2 separate regions of the Rattus norvegicus genome follow, and region 1 is linked to region 2. Evidence: chromatin contacts called from public Hi-C data. All regions are on one chromosome and are shown on one strand. Each heading gives the region's core, a stretch centred on a gene start, on an enhancer-like site or on the middle of the called end of the contact. The rest is flanking DNA. Distances are from core to core; before and after follow the strand shown. Region 1 has its middle 340 kb from the start of Car2. Region 2 has its middle 380 kb from the start of Car2.

The links. A called contact is a pair of places that touch in the nucleus more often than the background predicts.
Region 1: a contact with region 2 is called in a Hi-C map of kidney, with 6 times the contacts expected there. The contact joins two enhancer-like sites. A contact is called at or near these places in 10 of 12 Hi-C or Micro-C datasets (the A7r5 cell line, the Rat2 cell line, Schwann cells and 6 more).

Annotation. Positions count from the first base shown.
Region 1 is chr2:88,140,110-88,145,704 of GRCr8, reverse strand. No RefSeq gene overlaps it. Among named protein-coding and RNA genes, the nearest start is that of Car2, 340 kb to the left of the region's middle. Within about 2 kb of position 3,539, at least 33 of the 93 cell types and tissues checked have an H3K27ac peak or open chromatin away from gene starts, as enhancers often do.
Region 2 is chr2:88,095,397-88,100,454 of GRCr8, reverse strand. No RefSeq gene overlaps it. Among named protein-coding and RNA genes, the nearest start is that of Car2, 380 kb to the left of the region's middle. Within about 2 kb of position 1,809, at least 28 of the 93 cell types and tissues checked have an H3K27ac peak or open chromatin away from gene starts, as enhancers often do.

The DNA.
Region 1 (5,595 bases), core at 2,290-4,789, 44 kb before region 2:
CTATGGATCCATTATAAGTACAAATTCCTCCAGTGAATATAAGAAGCATCAAGTCAACATTTTCCACCTAAAACGAACACCAGGATAATATGACTGATATTGTGGAAATTACATTTTCCATGTTTGCTTGTATCTGCTTTGATTCTTAAACCTTTCATTATAATCTGGGCGTAATCAATTGACAGTGAAATATTGTTTAAGATTTAGTGTCTAAGAGTTATCAAATATGGAGGGAAAGAGAGAGGGAAGTAAGGCAGGGAAAAGGGGAGGATATAGGGGGTGGGAAATATTTTTGGCCTCTCTTGCATAGATAGCATCTACTGTATTTGTTACCAAGGTTCTCTGCATACATATAGTTTATAGTTTTACCCTTCTTATACCTTCAGCAAATGTGGTATTTCCAGACATTATTACTAGTAAGACACAGCTAAGCCTAAGTCTTTTAACACCAAATAAGGCACTGTGTAGTATACATATGTTCTTATTTTCTTTGGGTAACAGAGAGTGGTATATCTTCAAAGAGGCTTTGAAGAGTACAAATTTATTTTGCAGAAGAAATTCCAGTTCTCAGATTACTGATTTTTCAAATTTTATTTTCATGGGATTTCTGGTAATTGTTTAGTTTTATGGACTGAACTTTTATTTTTGTTTCTTTTCTTTTCTTTCTCTCTCTCTCTTGCTTTGTTTTGTGTTAGTTTCTATAGATCCATGTACCTTTGTTCTTTTATTCTGGACCCCTTTTAATAGTTGTTGTACATATAAATATGGTACCTTTCATATCATTAATAAACCAACATGAATTACATTAGTATTAACATATATAGTTCATTTCATAGTTTTTCATTTTTATATAATATCTTTTTCTGTTTTAGTGTTCTACTTGGGATATCACTTTCCACTTAGACATGGATTTCTATGGAATATGACAGCTTCATAGACTCTCTTTGGTTTTGTCAATGTGATGGTTTTGGATTATATTAGTTCATAGGACTTCTTTAAATTTTTGAACATCTTGAGATTAGCTAATCAGATGATAGTCAGAAGGTAATTGGCAATTGAAAGCTATATGATTACTATAGATTAATTGAAGAAAGTTAGGAAGGATTAACTACTTGCAGATTCTAGGAGGTCGAGAAAACCTGTAACAAATAGAGGGAGCAGTTGTTGAGTTGATTAATACTCACTCCTTGGTGTTGTTTTAAAAATCCAATTATGTATGACACAGGTTCTGATTTTTAAAAAAGCTTTCTGAGCTTTTTATTTTTGACTCAAATTGTGAAATTATCTTTGATTTGGATAGGTAGCCATCAGTGTTTACTCTAGAAGGGAGGACAAAACTAGCAAGGCAGTCTTCAACAGTGAACAAGTGCTGTGAATGCTTTCAACTGAATCCCAGTTCCTGTGTACTGTCATTTCTTTTTGTAAACACTCTTGAACAGTGTTTGCATAACTGACTCGCCATCGCCATCTGGTGTCAACAAGTGGAAAAGAGAAGGATCACTCTGGAGATGTGAGCTGAGCAAGCTCTTTTCCTTTGAAAAGGATACTTGATGAAGTATACCCTTTTTCTAAAACTTTAACCCGTCATACATTCATGCCTTTGGATGACTTATTGACCATCCATATTTACCAAATTGTCTCTCCATGGCAAGGGAAGGCCAGTTTATGGCTCTTCATATTGTAGCTGAAATTTTTGGAGAATTCCCACTGAGTTTGGAGTACACTGATGACAGAACAACCCAAGTGTTAATTGCTCAGACCATGCAGTCAGGTTAGTTGGGATAAAAATTCTTCTGCTTCATATAATCCAAATAATAGACTTTGGTAAAATGTCCTATGATTTCTAGTCTGGCTTCCTGTGAAACACTCTTATTTGTTCAAGTGAAATCAGAAACCACAAATTACAAGTCCTTGACAAATCATCATATAGTAAATATTAGGTATGGTGATGATCATGAAACATGTGTGAAATGTGTAACCCTCTTATTCCATCCAGCCAATAAAGCAGCAGAATTATTTCAATATTAGCTTTGGCCTACAACTAACCATGGCTGTCTGCTCCAAGTAGAATTTGCACACTCCCTTGGTTAGTCACAGAGCTAACATGGGTCTGGATCTACTAGTGACTCAGCCATCATATATAGCATGTCCTGGAAAGACAGGGACAGAGAGCAGATGGTGGAAGATGTAATTTTTGCTGGTTTTACTTTTGATTTTTAAATGTTTGTTGGTTCATTCTTGGGTCAATCACAGAACCATTGTGTATAGTCTTCTGCTTTTTCAGATTGTGCCTGTTTGCTGCTCATTATCTGAACACTGAGGAATAGAGAGTGATACAAAAATATGTCGAAATTCATTTGTATTTCTGGTTTCTTGAGAAGCATACATCCATCGTTGTTGGAAGCAATATACATTCAGCAAGTCTTTTCAAGAAAGAAGTGTAGATTTGATGGATAGAAAGAGAGATTACATGAATTCTAGTGTCCTGTGTGATGCCACACAGGTTTCAGGGCAGCATGTAATTGTGTAGCTCTGACTACTGCATATGGGTGTTCTTATACCTTCTAATCACTGTATTTTTCTTTACCCTGGAGTTAGGGTTGGTATACATTTCCTAAACCACAGACTCATTGCTTGTGACTATTCTCGATAACACACTAAATGAGGATTTTTTCTCTTTAATTTATCCAAAACATGTCATTGACCATCAGCTTCATAACCACAGACTGAGATCAGTAGGTTGTTGGTAATGGTAATAACTCAATGACTAACTTGTAGGTGTTTGCATTGTGAGTGTCAAACATGACCTACCACTCAAATATACACTGAACAAATGTTTTTAATGTTGTTCTGTACAAAATATGTAAGTATGTGGCCTGTGGAGATTCAATGACACTGGCATAAAATGTTCCTGCTCTCTGGAAACTTACAGTCTGGTGAAGGGAAACAGACACACAAATGAACAAAACAAATGAGTAAAACAAAAACAAAACAAAAAACCCAGCCAGCACTGAAGGCTACTTTGTGTCATTTGGTCAGAAACGAACTCTGTCTGAACAATGAGGATCCTGTTAGATGAATATGTCATGTGTATATAACTCCAGTGAAGGAACCAGCTAGGGGCAGAAGGAGGAAAACAAGTTTGGAATACGTTAGAGATAGTGATTCCTCAAATGAAGGTTTTTATTGTTCTTGCTTCCATTTTCACCAAGTAGAGACAGTTTCTAGCTAGCAATCTGACAATCAGATCAACTCAGCTGTGTTCTGAACACCATCACTTGGATTCTCGATAATGTCTTGCTCAATATAATCCTGTACCCAAAGAGTAGCTTAAAAGAAGCCTGTGTGACCTTTGAGCGTCTGTTGGGAATGTTTGCATATTTTGCTCACTGTACCAGATACTGCTCCCAAAGTTCATTCGGTTTTATTGTCACAGGAATAAGTAGTATTTTTATTTTATAGACATATGAGCTGGGGAACATGCCTCATAAACAGCTCAGATTTCAGTCTCAGATTTCTTTTGAACGTCAAAGCAAAGAGAAATACCAAAGCCATGGTCAATGGTACTGTGTTCAGAAGCAATCTTAGCCTAAGGAACTATTAAGAGTCTTAGCAGTCAACAGGAGCTGTGGCCATGTGTCTGGGTCTAACATGTACCTGCCTTCCCAAACTCACCAACCTGCAGCAAGTGATACCCTCCTTATTTCTTAAAGATGATATTTCTACAAAATACTACTAATACAGATGTGGCTCTAAAGAGTATATTCATTTAGTCTTCACAAGTTAAACCTTAGAAATTAAGAAAAATATATACATATAAAATTTTTTAAACTATGCAACACAAGAAGAGACCAATTTAGGTGTTTTTTGTTGTTGTTTAGTTAAAAAAAGCAGCAAAAAGAAGAATAAAATTATCTATCCAGAAATTTGTCATTCATATGAAGCAAAAATAATATATAAATAGTTATTCTTGCTGGAGTATGCAATTATGTATAATATAAACTTCCATTTTGAGAGATGAAACTGAAAAAAAAAATTCAGATTATCCCAGAACTGGGTAGATAGCTCAGTGGTAAAGTGTTTACTCCCCAAGCAAAAGGAGAAAGGTTCAGCTCTCGAGAAACCATCTAAATGCTGGGTGGTCATGGTGGCTTTACTGTGATTCCACCACTCCTCTGGCAGAGACAAGGGTCACTGAAGCACGCTGACTAACGAGAATAGCTGCAATAGCAGTCTGGGTTCACTGTGAGATGCTGGTCAGTGAACAATACAGCCAGTGAGCAAGAAGACTTCTGATACCAGCCTTGTATCTTCACATGCATGCGCAGAGGTTTGCACAGGAAAACAGACGCATATAGATTCACACATGTATACCACAGACACATGCAGAAAGACAAACAAAAAACAGTTCAAGAGTATCAAATGAAGCACTACACAATAATTTTTATGCAGATTATTATTAATATAGAAAGTATTTGACCAAACTTCATTTAATTTTTCAAAACAAGCTTATATTTTGAATACACCCTTATTTGGAATATAAAGTGTTTTGCAGACAACTTCTTTGAACAAATGCAGTATACAGATGGCCTAGGAGATTACTGATAATTTAAAAAAAACAACCAGAGACTGGAACAGAGTACATTCTGTTATCTGCACATTCACAGTGACAAGCATTTTTCAATGAACCATCCTTTGATGTTGGGCCCATGGTAAGCTCACAGAGAGCTCCAAGGCTGTGTTTCATCATAAGTCTTCAGATGGAAGCTTGTCAGTAGCAATATGTAGTGATTTGCAACAGGACTGAACCCTACTTTACTATTCAAGCTGAGGATCTGAAAAAGAAATTCAGGTTATCCCAGAGCTGGGTAGATGACTCAGTGGTAAAGTATTTACTGACCAAACAAAAGGAGCAAGGTTCAGCTCTCAAGCAACCACCTAAACGCTGGGTAGTCATGGTGGATTTGCTGTGATTCCACTACTCCTTTGGCAGAGACCTCATCAAGCACATTCTCATCAAAGGAGAAACTGAGACAGATCATGACATTGCCAGATTCTCACCACAGCTTGCTATCAATATGAGCCTTCCCTACACAGCAAGTTTTCTCTTATATAAGCAGGCAGTTATGATAACTTTGCAAAATCCTTTTCTCCAACTTGGAAAGGCCTGGTGATTTTTGCTGTTGTTGTTGTTTTTTAACAGTTAACATTCCTAGCAATTTGGCCTATGCACTCTTCATCAGACATATTATTTCCATGTAGGAAGTGAAAACCTGTGATACACTATCCAAATATATGGCCTCACAGAGTTTCTAGATATTGAACCAAGGGAAAAATGTTTCGAAGGAACTCAGAGAGTGAAATCTAATAAGTATATATTACAATAGTCTACAAAAGGACTCAAAGGCAAAGTTGTGTAGCCTGGTGGAATGCCAAATCACCCTTTCTTCCAACTTTACAAGGAAGGAGGAAGTGGGAGCAGAAGCCAAGTGTTCCTTGTAAAAGCACGCAAGAAGCTTTCACAGTGGCATAAGAATGCTAATAAAACATTGTGCCTAGTCTATTGGAAACTGATCATTGGTCTCATAAGATACC
Region 2 (5,058 bases), core at 560-3,059:
TTGCTTAGATTTCTGGAATGATTCCAAGGTTTTGGAGTAACAGACAGGCAGAATGCCTGTTTGTCCAGTGCTATTAGAATTTCTTTGTAGATTGTGGGAATGGTTATTTAATACAGATGCAAGAAAACAATACTAACGCCCAATGCCAGTGAACTTCCAGTGAGATCACTTTTAGATTAAACACTGACTGATTCAGAATCCTTGGATGAAAGACTATTGTGTTCCAAATACGTTTTGAACTTTGGACTTTTTGTTAGTTTATTTGTATTAACTCTTCCCAGTAGGAGTTTACAGAAGTCATTTGACCTTACGCAACTCCATGAAGTGAGTAACAGAATACTCCTATGTTTCTCACAGAAGAGAGACCTGAGATTCTCAAGTCACATACTCTCAGAGCTAAAGTACAGACAAATAATTAAAAGCCAGTTTGGTTTGAAATACTACATTGGACTAAGTGTTCACTGAAATGTGTTCAGATGTGGGGCTTTGTGGAAGCAATTGGATCATGAATATTCTTCATGGATGAATTAACTCTGATGCTTTCACTGAGCAGTAATGGGGAAGGAGACATGGTTGAGGGAACGGGGACTTTGGGGACATGGTTTTTGAAGGTGGGAAAATTTCCCCTATCCTGTTGCCTTGGTCTCTTTCTTTCTGCTTCATGATTATCATAAAAGATAGCTTTCTGTCACGTACTGTTGCTGCCATGAAAACTTAAAACAATGAATTTAGCCTATCTTGGTAAAAAACTTCCAAAGTCATGAGACACTACTACTTTGAATCTCTAGGTTATCTGCCCCAGCAACAAAGGTATGAATAAAATATTGTGTCTTCTTAGAGCTCTGTTGTGGTGTCAGACATGGTATAGAATTGGAAACCCTCCTAAGATAGAAGTAAGAAATGTAATTACAGTTTTAGGAATGAAATACTTCTCCCTATATTCCCATGTAGGAACTTCAGAAGGGAAGAGTCTACCACAAGTCCATTAGCCAGAAAATATGTCTCAGGAAGTGTGTGAATCACCATGCTGCTTGTGTACACTGTATTTTAGTGGGTGTCTCTGGATATCTTGTACATTTCTTAGCATGAAGTACAGTCCAGGGCTGTACACCCTCAAATTATAGTCTCCCTTCACCCCACTGCCCACAGCCTTAATGCAGTCACTCTCAATCTGTATTTTCAGATATTTCCCATTCCATGATGTCTCTATGACATAATATGTACATTTATTCTTACTAAAATGTCATTGCTTCCTTTTGTCACATAGCAAGTTCGAGATGTAATGTCATCTTCTCTTTGTAGCCTCTCTTAATTTTTCCATCAAGCACATTTAGATGAATGTCGATAACAGTCCTGCTTTTAGTTGTTTCAATGCCACCAACTTTTAGTTGCTTTTTGTCACAAAAGCTTATCAGCAAATACCAGAAACACTGTAATCCCCACAAGAAAAACTTGTGGTTAGAATGGTGTTTCCCTGAATTTCTCTGTCTCTTCTATCCTATGCCAAGTTATATGCTTGTAGTTTCTCCCTATTCTAATCCAACTAACCAATTATCTTTTTAAGTAAATGTATTTTTCACTTTCAGTTTCATCAGTGACTATGATTACATAGTGCATTTATAAGTTAACAATTAAAATTAAAAAATTCCTTTCCTGGCCTGGAGGCACTAGGTTATGCAGCTATCTGAGCAGGGGTAGACTGTGACCATTCTGTGTTGTTGGAAAACTCTGCTTTTAAGGTTGCAGTCCACCATATCCAGATATCCTCTCTGTGCTAGGTGCAAAATGAATGAATGACTCCCTCTCACAGTGAGACTTCCTCTTCTCTGCATGATCTTATCAGGAGAGTGTCTCTAAGCACAGTTGCCTGACCTTATCTACAGGATGACCCCCACATAAAACTTCCTGCCAGCACTGCATGATTCAGCATGTAAGTCCTGCTTGGACCCTCTGGCTATATGATAATTAGGTATTGTGCTATGACCAATCAACCCTTCCTGTCCATAACTCCCCCAAACCTCTGAGGGAAGTCTTGTAGTTTATGACAGATTACAGGTTTAATTTTCTCTCTCCGATAAGAACCTGCCCAACAGGTTCTTGGAATTCTTCATCATGTAAGTGAAATATTTCAAGCACCTCAGCTCTAGCCAATAACATGCATGTACCCTGGAAATCCCTACCATTCCCCAAAATCTATACAATCTTTGTTTACACCTAATAAACTTGAGCTGTCTTACTTATGGCTGCTCCTCCCACCCCTACAAACACACCTTGTGGATTGGTGACTAATGACTTCTGAGAAGGGAGACCTAAGCTGTGCTTCAGAAAACAATTTCAAAGAGAAAGAGGTGTGAAGGAGACAATGCTGATATCCAAAAAACCTAAATAAAAGATATTAAGAAATACAGGCAAATTTATAAAGTTTATAAAAAGGAAAGACAATGAACTTTTTAGATGAATTTGTATGGTCATTTTAGAATGAGGTTTGATAGGCCTGATGACTGTTTGTTAGCATGCAATGGGACAGCATAGAGAGACAGAAGGAAGAACAGCTCATATTATCTAAGCACAGCATTGTTTGTTTTACCGTCATCATTTATCTTTTTCAGTGAAGGTTTTTATTCCAAGTGGAATTGTTGACTTCAAGTCCACATGGCTGACTGGGCCACTAGGAGAAAGAAACAATCTCCACTCTTTCCCAAACAGGATAATTCTACTTAATATATACAGAGGGAAGGCCGGAGTACAAACTAGAAAAGCACAGTTTAAAACAAATCATGTATTGATGCCAGAGCCAGGAAAAGAAATAAACCTATAAAGCCCCCCCCCCCCCCAAAAAAAAACTGTTTCTGAGCTGTGCTGAGGCCTCAGAGATGGACAGTAAGGTGCGGTGGATCATGCAATAGAATATGGAATATTGTACTGAGAGATGTTTCAGAATTAAACCTAAAGGAAAGTCCATCCTCCCTTAAGGTCCAGGACAGTACAAAAAGGACATAGAAGGAAAATTATTCCCAAGAATTCAGAACATCAAATCCCAACTTGTATGAGAATGGGAAAGAGGGCGCATTCAAGGCTCCACTGAAACAGAAGTGATCCTTGGTGTTGATCCAGACCTATAAAATTAACTTTGACCACACTCGATGAGGCTGTATTCACAGCCAGGGTGTTTACATGAAAGCCATGGGAAGCAGCCATGTGGTGGATAAGTTCTCAGTTAGGTCCCAAACTGTGTAAGGAAGGAACAGCCATGGACAACATACAAATAACAGATTAATTTCTCAAAAATTTTAGATCTTGGAGCTATCAGATAAAGGATGACACAGTGATGATGATGGCGCTTACTCAACTCTCACTATATACAAAGTACGGTGCTGACCAATCCATATGACTTCATTTGTTGGCAGTGACCAGTGTTACTTTCTTGTAATAACTGAGGAAAACAAAGTAGGGAAATCAAGTGACCTATGTCAGAATACATAGTCAGGGAACCAATGTTACTGTGATACAAGTCAGGTTGCCTTGATCCATATCCTCTCTTCTTATTTAATTTCTGCATTAAACTCCCTTCTCTGTGGGATCTGTAAGAACAAAGGCTTGGTTTGAATATGGAACAACAAAGGAATAAGGCTCTGGATTTAAATAGACCATCAGGGGAATGAAGGCAATTAACAGACTGGGTAACCAAATTGAAAGAAGTTACAAAATAAGATTGGAGGAAATTATCCAGAGTACCAAAAGAAATGATAATGGAATGAAAACCAAGACCTTTGGAAGATAGACAGCAAGCAGTCCCGCCTCCAGACCCCCCCCCAATTTACATCATAAAACCAGTTGATGACTAAACAGACAGGAGAGAGATATGAAGAGGAAATAAAATTTACATTAAGGTATATATTTGATCTTCAACAACCTGATACTAATTCTGTCATTCTGTCATTTATTAACAATATAGTCTCTTAAAATTTCCAACTTCTTTGATATTAGGTTTTTGTTTTCCCTCAGAGAGGGAATCCTAGTGCCCAGTTCCCCTTGAAAACTCCCATCCTAAGCTCCAATACACAGAGCACTTAATCATTCCTCCTGTTCAACTGAAATTTAAATCACTAAATAGTTTCATACTATAATTCTACTTTTGTTCTCTCCAGTGTTTTCAGTTCTTCAAAGTCTTATGAAAGGTAACTCATTGGAAAACATCTTCATTACTAGAAGAAATATTAGACTCACATGTATAAAATCTTACACTGAAAACAGTAACTATTCACACATGAACTGTGCATGAAATATGAGAACTGGAGATTTATATTGCCTGCTAAATAATTGTAACCACATAGAATGTATGCAATACACTTAGATTTGCAAAGGTATATGACTCTTTAAACATGAATTTTGGTGTCATTTCTGTAATGAATTTTTCAACCTGGAGCTTTGGTTTTAGCTAGTATCTATTTGGCCTAAACACTAACATATGGTGTCTTGTGGCTCCATCTAGTGTCTGATGACTGGCAGTACAATTGAATTTATTGCAAATAAGAATCAGAGCACAGACTTTTACTCTTCATGAAATAGTTTGCAAAGGGTCATGCATGACATCAGTGGTAGCATTTCTGTTTCTATCAGTGTTACATTTGCACATATTTAGAAGTTACTGCTGATGATTCAACATGTGTTTCTCCACTAAGACCTATTTCCATTGTCCTGGACAGATATGACCCTAGATTCAGTTTTCTCTTAGGCCAGTAACTCTGGGCAGTGCCTGAGACAAGGGAGGTACTAAGTAAAAATAAATGGATGAGTGCAGAAATATTAACAATTCGGAAGAATCACACTCCCATTCAATAGGGAAATTCGTGGTGCTCAAATGATTATATCACAAGACAAACATGTGTTTTTACAGAGTGTAACTAAAGTACCTTGTTGGAAAGCCATGCCACCATTTCTTCTGTAAGCTGCTTCAATGGAGACATTTGCCATTTGATCCTAATGATTTAGTCATGTGAATTTCAATGGCCTGTACTCACAGAAAATGACTCACTGTGGTAGGTATAAGGCATTAGA